Linked DNA regions of Gossypium hirsutum: region 1 is linked to region 2. A link is a contact called in public Hi-C data. All regions are on one chromosome and are shown on one strand. Each heading gives the region's core, a stretch centred on a gene start, on an enhancer-like site or on the middle of the called end of the contact. The rest is flanking DNA. Distances are from core to core; before and after follow the strand shown. Region 1 holds the start of LOC107948960 (pentatricopeptide repeat-containing protein At1g59720, chloroplastic/mitochondrial). Region 2 holds the start of LOC107948974.

Region 1 (5,352 bases), core at 596-3,095, 270 kb before region 2:
CGATATAACTCTATCTTTATAGTCATAAGTTGTAATACTTTCGAACGCAACTTAACTTTCATCAAATTAACTGCACCAAATTATATACCGCTCAATTGACCTCACTGACCATAGTGTAATTGAAATTTTATTACGAGAGCAATAAAATCCCACACTGGGTCCCAATTTCACTAACCATTGAACCTTTAATACAATACCACATCCCTTTAAAGGTAACACCAAAAAATTAGTAGAGAAGTGAACCTCTTTGACATTGCTAAGGAATTCTTTGCTCAATCCCTAGTAAAACTTCAACCCCCCTTTAACTATGGCTATCATTGTTTGACATTATTTTCAAACAGGCAAACTCAAATTACTCAGACTCAAATTATTTCATGTACCACCATCCCAGACATCAAGGTTCAAGATCATCTGAACAATCTACAAATGACTCGGACTCATTCTCCCTATCGCTCTCTTTTAACAATATATAATAGAGTTGGGATCTAGTACATGTATATTCGTAACTACATTGAACCCTAAAACAAAAGCATAACCCTATTTTTTGATCCTCAATTTTAGTAAGGCTAGGAAATTTGGTATTAGGTATGGGAACATTGGTAAAGGTAGGTTTGGTAACAGTTTGAGAATGATTAAAACCAAAAAATTTACTTGTACTCTGAGAAGACTGATTTGGAGAGTAATTAGTTTTAGGATTGGCTATACTCTGAAAGAACTGACTAGGATTATAATGTGATTTAGAGTTAGTATTCATGATAGTTACTAGCAGATTTATGCAAAGTAGTGTAGTTTCATTTCTAGTTAGTGTGGACTTCAGGTTTTGCTTGCCTAGCCATGTGAAGGGCATCAATTAAGTTCTTTGGCTTAAGCAACTTAAAGTACTAAGAAAAATGCTTAAGGTATATGAATTAGAAAGGGAAAGCTGGTTGAGTACACTTGCAAATTCTTCATTGAATTGTTCAACAGGCCCTGTTTGCTTCAATGCGACCAACTCTGTCATTAGATCCTCAAATGCTGGGGTGGAAACATATACTTCATGTTGTTAAAAGTCTAGAATTTGGGTACCCAAGGACTTACGATCTCAGCCTTTACTAAGATAAATATTTTATTATTTAAAAAAAGCAATTTACCATATTTTTTAATATTTACATTATAGTATATTTATTTTTATATATGATAAATCACATAATACATAAGAGAAAAGAAAATAATAATATATTATAAACTTGAAAGTGGGTCGAGTAGGATTAGGCTTGAGCGTTGAATATTAGAGTCTAAGCTTATCCAATACTTAAAATAAACTTAATTTCTTACCCAAACCCATTTTTTAAGCTTAATATTTTTTTTAAACCCTTCAAGTTTGAGTGAACCATCAAGATTGGGCAACTAACCCAGTTCTCGGACAAACCTACCATGTTATATATAGATGAATTGAAATTGTCTTATTTAACTAAGAATGGGACACATAATTTTTCCATTACTAATTAATAGATGGGTGATTCAGATGATCAATCAATATAATTTATCTTAAGATTAAATCACTTTTTGAGCTTGAATTTAACAATTATTTTTACATTCGACCTCAACTTTTTTTTTTAAATTAAACCCTAAAGTTTGCAATTGTTGATACACTCTTGAATTTTGTTTTTCAACTTAGGCCTTCAACTTGGCACTTTTCATCCACCATTACTACATATCTGGCCTAACAAGCCCAACCACTGAAATATCAAGATTCGTTTTTGTTTTGGGGGGTTCCCGGAAACCTGTCATCCATTAGAAAGCCACTCAAAGCATCCGCTCTTAATTCCGAGTTGGAACTGAACTACCTACTCTTACGACGAAGTATGGCGCTTGCAACAGCGCCACGTCCACCTCCTCTGCTTCTTCCATCTAAAGCCATCAACATCCCAAACCCTCCTTCATTTGACCCCCACAGTCGCATCCTCAATTCTTTGAAACAATGTACCCACATCTCTCAGCTCAAACAAATCCACGCCCTGACCCTTCGTTCCACTTCACCGTACCATCCAAAAACCTTCTTTTTATACTCTCAGCTTCTTCATTTCTCTTCCTTCCTTGACTTAAACTACGCTCTTCAACTTTTCAATCAAATTCAAAACCCCAATTCCTTCATGTGGAACACACTTATAAGAGCCTGTGCCAATGATGTTAACAACAAAGAACAAGCCATGAGGCTTTATTTCGAGATGCTAGAGCAAGCTCTGGTTTCTCCTGATAAGCATACTTTTCCATTTGTTTTGAAAGGTTGTGCTTACTTGTTTGATGTATCTGAAGGGATACAAGTTCATGCCCATGCTTTGAAACATGGGTTCGGTTCCGATGTTTATGTAAATAACAGTTTGATTCATTTCTATGCAAGTTGCGGGTTTCTGGACTTGGCTGAAAAAGTGTTTGTTAAAATGCCTGAAAGAAGCTTGGTTTCCTGGAATGTGTTGCTTGAAGGTTTTGTTCAGTTTGGTAAGTTCAATATTGCTCTAAATCTGTTCAGGGAAATGCGGAATACGTTCGATCCTGATGGGTATACACTGCAAAGTATTCTAACTGCTTGTGCTGGTCTTGGGGCTTTCTCTTTGGGTGCGTGGGTTCACGCTTATTTGTTGAAGAAGTGTGATTTTAATTTGTCCATTGATGTTTTCATCAACAATTCTTTGGTGGATATGTATTGCAAATGTGGGTCTTTAGAATTAGCTCACCAGGTTTTTAAGAGGATGCCAAAACGTGATTTAACTTCATGGAATCATATGATCCGAGGATTTGCAATGCATGGTCGAGCTGAGGCAGCAATTAGATGTTTTGATAAAATGATTAGGACAGAGCGTTTCAGACCAAATTCCATTACGTTCACTGGCGTTTTGAGTGCTTGTAATCATAAAGGCATGGTTTCTGAAGGTCGTCTGTATTTTGACATGATGGTTATTGATTACAAGATTAAACCTGCATTAGAGCACTATGGGTGTTTGGTTGATCTTCTAGCCCGTGCAGGGTTTATTGATGAAGCTCTTGGCCTTGTATCAACGATGCCTATGAGACCTGATGCAGTCATCTGGAGAAGCCTTCTTGATGCTTGTTCTAAGAAGAATACAAGTGTTGAGCTAAGTGAAGAGTTGGCCAGGCAAGTCGTTGAATCGGATAGAGACATTGGCAGTGGTGTTTATGTTCTGTTATCAAGAGTTTATGCATCAGCTAGTAGGTGGGATGATGTTGGATTGGTAAGGAAATTAATGACCGATAAAGGCATAAAGAAAGAGCCTGGATGCAGCTCGATCGAGATCAATGGTGTTGCTCATGAACTCTTTGCAGGAGATACGTCTCATCCTCAAACTAAAGAAATATACCAGATGCTAAAGGTGATTGATGAAAAAGTAGAATCGGTTGGTTATTCACCTGACTATTCACAAGCACCTATGATCGACGAACTTAATGAAACTAAACAACATTCCCTTAAGCTGCACAGTGAAAGACTAGCCATTGCTTTGGGGCTTTTGAAGTTGCAACCAGGTATGCCAATACGTATTTTTAAAAACCTTAGGGTATGCAATGACTGTCATGAGGTAACGAAACTGATCTCCAGAGTTTTCAATGTCGAGATTATAGTACGAGATCGTGCCAGATTTCATCACTTTAAAGATGGCTTCTGCTCATGCTCGGATTATTGGTGATAATTGTTCCAAGTGTATAGCTAGTAACAAGTAAATTACATAATGCACATGTCAATGAAATCTGTCACCTTTTATTATTTGTGGCAACATTAAGTTTTCATATGGATGATGCCATTCTTACAATGCTTGAGGCCACTTGATTTCTGCAGTCTGCTGTACAAGTTTTATGTTCCAGATGGCAATAACAACATAATTATTTCAAGTTCACAGAGAAGGAGTTGAAAACATCCTCTCAATAATTCAATTCAAGAAGCGTGCAACAAATTGTAACAAAAATAACTCTACAAGGCCATAAGGGAGCAAAATTAAAAACTGCGAGAAGTTAGAACAGAAGCAATCAGATCATCTATAGCTTGAATTCGAAAAGCTTGAAATGATTACCTTCTTTCATGGCAGGAACATTACTCGATACTGAACTTTACCCAACTTATCGTTGGAAAAACCGCAGTGGGATGTAGGAGACTCGATGAAAACTTCTAGCTTATATTTGAAGAGTCTGAGTAGGATGTACAAAGCATGTTGATTCTGAAACACCTATGACATTCCCTCAATGTAGCTCATGGATTTATTCCTTGTTTTACAAAGTCTCTTGCCACTGGAAAAAAAATGTACCAAAAGATAAGTCACATAGATCATTAGAAACCATGTAATGTGAAACAAAACCGAAAGACTAACCATAAATAAAATGGTATAGGGGTACTTGATATATTTACCTAATGAGATACAGTGCTCATTAATAAAACTGTTAAGCATGTTCATATCAGACCCTTGCATCAAGGGTTATATACAATTGAGCTAATTCCGATCAAAATTTAGGTTTATCATGACAAGTTTATATAATTGGCTTTCATACAATAATTTCCAAAAACAAAATTGTCCAAAGGATGAAACAACTCATTTTAGTTTTTGAAGTATATTAACTTTCTATTTAGTAGACTAGTGCAACATCATACTGGTGACAAAACCAGAGTTTAGTTTATGCAGTAGATTAACTCAGTTTAGCATGCCTAATGGCACATCATATGGGCTAATTCTCCCACAAAATGTTGTTCTCAAAAACTAGCCGTATAGCATTAAAATACCCTCCATTTAGTACGGTTAATTGTATATGAGCAATAAAATCAATCACAAAGATAACAACGCCGACTACGAATTTGGCAAGCTACCAAAAACTCAAGATCAAGAATCCTAGGTACATAAATTAAACCCCCAAAACAAAATTTTAAACTAGCAAAGGTCCAACGTCCAACAATTCCATTTACATGAAAAATCACTTAAGATAATGTGTGCTTACGACAAGAATGAAAAGGCAGTTCATTTTGAGCTAGAAATGTTTCGAGTACTGATTATAAAACCTCAACTCTTAATGCTACATCATATATTTGGTGACACGATTGAGAAGATGTTGCATTTGGATCTACACAAAAAAATCACATTTGCAAATTCTTGACGTTGCAAGTTGCAATCACCAAATAGAACACAAATGCTATATGAACAGAAAAAGAAATAACCAAAGGAATGCATATGCAATTAGGATGAATATAAAAACCAGAGCAGCTGAAAGAGACGTCTAACCTTTTGATGCTGATGGAACTAACACAACATGCATATCAGCATTGTTGGGAGGAAGTTGCAAGCGAAGAGGAAAGAGCTTCCCATTCAAAGGACTCCG
Region 2 (5,123 bases), core at 2,304-4,803:
AAAATAGCATATCCCCAAGCTGTAACAGGGAGTTTTGTTCTCATGAGCAATGGCCGAGCTATTAGTTAGAGGCGTTTGATAAATAATTCAGCTAAACTATTTTGTGTATGAACATGAGCTACAGGATGTTCAACTTTTATCCCAATTGACATATAATAATCATTAAAAGCTTGGGATGTAAACTCACCAGCATTATCAAGACGAATAGTTTTGATTGCATAATCTAGAAATTGTGCTCTTAATCGAATTATTTGAGCAAGTAGTCTCGCAAATGCCAGGTTGCGAGTCGATAATAAACACACATGTAACCACCTACTATATGCATCTATTAATACCATAAAATATCTGAATGGCCCAAATGGTGAATGAATGGGCCCACATATATCACCTTGAATACGTTCCAGAAATAAGGTAAATTCAATCCCAACTTAAGCTGGTGATGGTCTAATAATCAATTTTCCTTGAGAACAAGCGACACAAGATAAATCCTTGAATTCAAGAATCTTTTGGTTCTTTAATGGGTGTCCAATTGAATTCTCGATGATTCTTCGCATCATAATAAATCCGGGATGGCCTAATCGGTCATGCCAAATAGTAAAAGTATACGGTTCTACAAACTTTTGATTTGTAGTAACATGTGACTCAATTGCACTAATATGTGTATAATATAAACCTGATGAAAAAGCAGGTAGCCTCTCCAAAACATATTTCTTTCCACATTTAACATTTGTAATATATAGATATTCAACATTTTTCTCATTCATAGTCTCAATATGATATCTATTAAGACGAATATCTTTAAAACTCAATAAATTTCTTTGAGACATTAACGCATATGTTAAACATTGCATAATGAATCGGAGGTTTTATGTCATAAATAAGGTATTAGAATATGGACATTCACATTTATTTATAACAAAAAGCTTAAATTCATTAAATTTTAAAACCCAATGCCCTTTAATATTTAAAATTCAAATTGATAATTTAAATTTTTATGATATTTCTTTTAATTTTTATTATTTAATATATAAACAAACCAAATTGATATATATTTATCAAGAACAGAAGAAGACATGGAAATTGTATGTTAATCATGTAAGAAAATAAATAATTTTTGAGTTCACTACAATTGTTGATTTAATTTTTAATATTTTCTATAATGAATTTGAAATAAAAATAAAAAAAATAAATATAATAGATATACTAAATTAAATAAAGAAGATAATTATGTAAAAGAAATTATAAGTAACTTAATTAGAATTTTTTTTCCAACTAAAAGAAAAGCTAAAAATGGAACAGAATTTTTTTTATTTGGTTTAGCTTCCTAAGATCGGTTCGATTTATTTGGTTTACATTGATAATTACCGGCCGAATGTAGACCCCCGTCCATATGCATTTGAGAGTGAAGGGCAGGTGAACAGACATTTTTTCAATTGCATTTTGTAGAGGCTTTTGCCTACTCAACTTTACCAAGTGGTTTATATTATTCTTAATTTTATTTATTTATTTTGACCCTGACTTAAAAAATATTATTCATTTAAGCCTATTATGTTAATGAATGTAAAAAAAAAATGTAACTTTTTGCCCCTAAACTTGACAATTAGGTTCACTTTAATACTTATATTTTTTGTTTGGTTCACTTTGACACTTAAACTTGACAATTAAGTCTATTTTGATCCTTAAACTTGAAAAATCTAAAAGTTTGATAATGTAACACTCTGAAATTGTGTCACATTCAACTAGTTCGATTGATTCAACTGTCAAATCAACAATAATTAAATAAATAGTTAAGATTCATATATATTTTACTTTTTTTAGATATTTTAATTATTTATTTAATTATTATTTGGTCTAACGATCGAATTAAATTGAATTGGTTGAATTGAGAACTAATGGTCTAACATGTTCAACCATTGGTTTGGTTATTAAAATATTGAATATGACACTTTAAGATTGTATCACATCATTATCTAAAAAAAATTATTTTTCAAACTCAGAGTGTCACGTCATCAAACTTTTAGATTTTTCAAGTTGAGTGATCTAAATAGATCTAATTGTCAAGTTCAAAGTAAATAAAAAAATACAAATACCAAAGTGAATTTAGTTGTCAAATTCAAAAACCACGAAGCTTGCTTTTTAAGTTCAAAAGTCAAAAGTTACATTACCCCTTTTTCATCATAATCATTAATAAAATGGACTTAAATAAATAATAATTTTTAAATTTAAAAATCAATATGAATCTATTTATTAAATTCATGGACCAAAAATTACATTATCCTTATTTTAGATTACTAAACTACATCTTTGGCAGTATTTAAAAGTGTCCTACTTGTAGTGTGTCTCTGAAGTCTGTACCCCCACTGTTGCAATAAAAATTTCACCTTTATTACTTCTGGTGGGCTGAAGCTGACTGTCTACTGTGAGGCTTACAGGTTGTTTGGCTTTAAGTGTGTTCATCTGTCATGAACACTAAGTTAATAAATTTGAACTAGTGATGACCCTTTTTAGCTACCTACCTGCCCCACTCTTACTCATCATATTATCAAAACATATACTCCACCAGGGTGTAATGATCAAAATTTTCACTTCCCCTCTACTTGTTAAAATTTCCGCCTATTTCATCATTAATTTTAATACCACTATTATAATATTTAATTTTATTGTTAAAATAATTAAATTATTATCATTATTGTTTTTAATTTCATTAAAAATAACATCACGAGTGATCTATAAAATCTTAAATCGTAGCTCAAATAAAATGTCTAATCATTCTTTATAATTGTAAAATGAAATATTTAATTGATCTACTAATTATCGAATTCAAACTCAAGTAAAATATTTAAGAAAAAAATAATAAATATTCAAATTTGAAGAATAAAAGTTAAATGTAATATCATGTTAAAAACATAGTGAAATATTGTTGTCAGTGTACGAGAATTTGGGTTCGAATGCGTTGAAACGCATTATCTTTCTATTTAAAGGTTGCAGAGTAAACTTTTGACCTGGCCCGAAAAGTAGGAGGGTTTGGGCAAAAATATAGGTCTTCGACACGAACTCAACCCAAATTTACAAAAAGAAAAAAATATGTTGTTTTCTTATTGTTTTCTCACTGTTTTGTTGTCATTTCACTTTTTATTGATACTATTTTGTTGATATTGTTTGAATATTGTATAACTTTTATTTTAATGTTAATTTTGCTACAATTTTGAAGACATTTGCTTGTTAAGTTGCACTTATGTTAGTGTTATTTAAGTATAAAGATTTTTTTTAAATTTATTTCAATTGGTTGGAAAATATTTATTTTAATATTTTTAGTGTTTTTGATGTATTATATATATATTTTAAAAATTATATAAAAATTTAATATGGATAAGTCAAGTCGGGTCTTATTTTTAGTATTTTTATTCGAGTCGAATTTAAGTAAAATTTTAGGCCCATTTTCGGGCTAAACCTATCAAATGAGTCTAAAATTTTGTTAAGACTTGACTCAAACCCGACCCATGGACAGGTCTATTGGAGATGGGTTATGAGTAGTAATAGACATTGTATTAAAAAAATAAATATAACAAGAAAGTTAAAAAAATGAAAAGTTTTCTAAACAATTTGAGTTAATTTCTTATGACCAAAATAATTAATTAAAATATATAATTAGGGGGGAAAAAGTTTAACTGATTTCCCTTTCTTTAAAGGCGCACACATCTCATTCACATACTTTTTCTGTCTTTAGGTTTTCAATTTATTTTATGGGAAAATCGCTGCCCGGCGCAACCAAGCTTCAACATCTCGCAAAGGTTACCGGCGCCGCCCACCATCTTAACACAACTGGGAAAAACCCAAAACCCACTACTCTGAACCGGCGGATTATAAGTGAAGACAACAAACCCAATTCCAAGAAGAAGATGGAGAGCTCCAGTGCCAGTCAACGCCTCCCACTTTCCGAAGTCGTCTCCGATTGCGTTAAACGTTGGTTCAAAGATACTCTCAAGGAAGCCAAAGCCGGGGACGTTAACATGCAGGTTCTTGTGGGTCAAATGTATTATAGCGGTTATGGGGTTCCCCGGGATGCCCAAAAGGTTTCTCCTTTTTCTTTTCCCCCTTATTTGGTTCCTAAAGACTTCCCTTTTAATTTCACTTTTGTCTGGGTTTAGGGTTTATGCTTTGCTATTGTGAATTTATGGTTGCTTAGGAAAATGCAATACATATTTACTAATGAATTTTAAGAATTTGCCGTTTTGCTGTATAAAATTCATTACAAGATGAAGTTTGGAGCTTTTGTTCTATTTTCTTAGGTTCCAAGATTAACTAGAAGCAGCAACAGGGTTTTTGGATTAGTTTATCTTATTTCTCATTTTGTTTCTTCCAACTAAGTTTGTCTTTGTTTCTAAGTTTAGCTTCGGTGTATTGGTATTATAGGGAAGAATTTGGATGACAAGGGCGTCGAGGCTGCGGTCTTCTGTTTGGAAAGTCAGCGATAAGCATCCAGGTTCACCTCTGTAAATATTAGTATCTTCATCACCTTGTAAGTGATAATTTCCTAATTGTTTGCTTTTTTCTGTTTGCTGTGGTCGGTCTTTTATCAGGTTATAATGCGAGTGATTCAGATTCGGATGAAATCAAGGGTGATTCTTGAGTTTAACATACTTGGTCTCTGCATTTCGAACATTTAGAATCGTGAGTTCCTTATTGCTCTGCTGTGGTCTTCATTTCATTAATTTGTGTTCTTCACTGCTGTGAATGATGTATAAGAATAATCCTATAAGATTTAGAGCTGTGAGTGCCTCATTGCTCAACGTTGGTCCATTTGTTTAGCTGGCATTTTTCACTGCGCTGAAGATTGTATAAATAATAGTCATAAGTTCTGTTGCTGCTAGTTTGGTCACACAATTAAGTCTCTATCCCTGACTTTTGGGTGTGTATTTCACCAGAGAGTGCTGAAGTTGCACATTTTATATTCTTAGGTTTAGGACTTGGTCCTGTTATGTAATCATTGAGCATGGATAATTTATAATCTATTTATTTCATATTATTTGCTACAATTTCACCCAAATCTGCACATGTTCTGTGATGAAACTATTTATATCGTAGGTTTGGACTATGATCAGTCTAGACTATTTTTGTACCTA

The links. Hi-C and Micro-C count contacts between places; a contact is called where the count stands out from the background.
Region 1: a contact with region 2 is called in a Hi-C map of leaf, with 1.9 times the contacts expected there. The contact joins the promoter of LOC107948960 here to the promoter of LOC107948974 in region 2. A contact is called at or near these places in 2 of 34 Hi-C or Micro-C datasets (both in leaf).

Annotation. Positions count from the first base shown.
Region 1 is chrA04:79,154,361-79,159,712 of Gossypium_hirsutum_v2.1, reverse strand. LOC107948960 (pentatricopeptide repeat-containing protein At1g59720, chloroplastic/mitochondrial) reads left to right here and starts at 1,845. Exons shown (of 1, transcript XM_016883640.2): 1 at 1,845-4,148. The coding sequence starts at 1,845. The coding sequence ends at 3,680. LOC107948961 reads right to left here. Exons shown (of 3, transcript XM_016883641.2): 2 at 5,256-5,352; 3 at 3,732-4,275. The coding sequence ends at 4,238.
Region 2 is chrA04:78,885,910-78,891,032 of Gossypium_hirsutum_v2.1, reverse strand. It overlaps LOC107948974, which reads left to right and starts at 3,553. Exons shown (of 4, transcript XM_016883658.2): 1 at 3,553-4,073; 2 at 4,414-4,483; 3 at 4,581-4,671. The coding sequence starts at 3,744. The coding sequence ends at 4,630.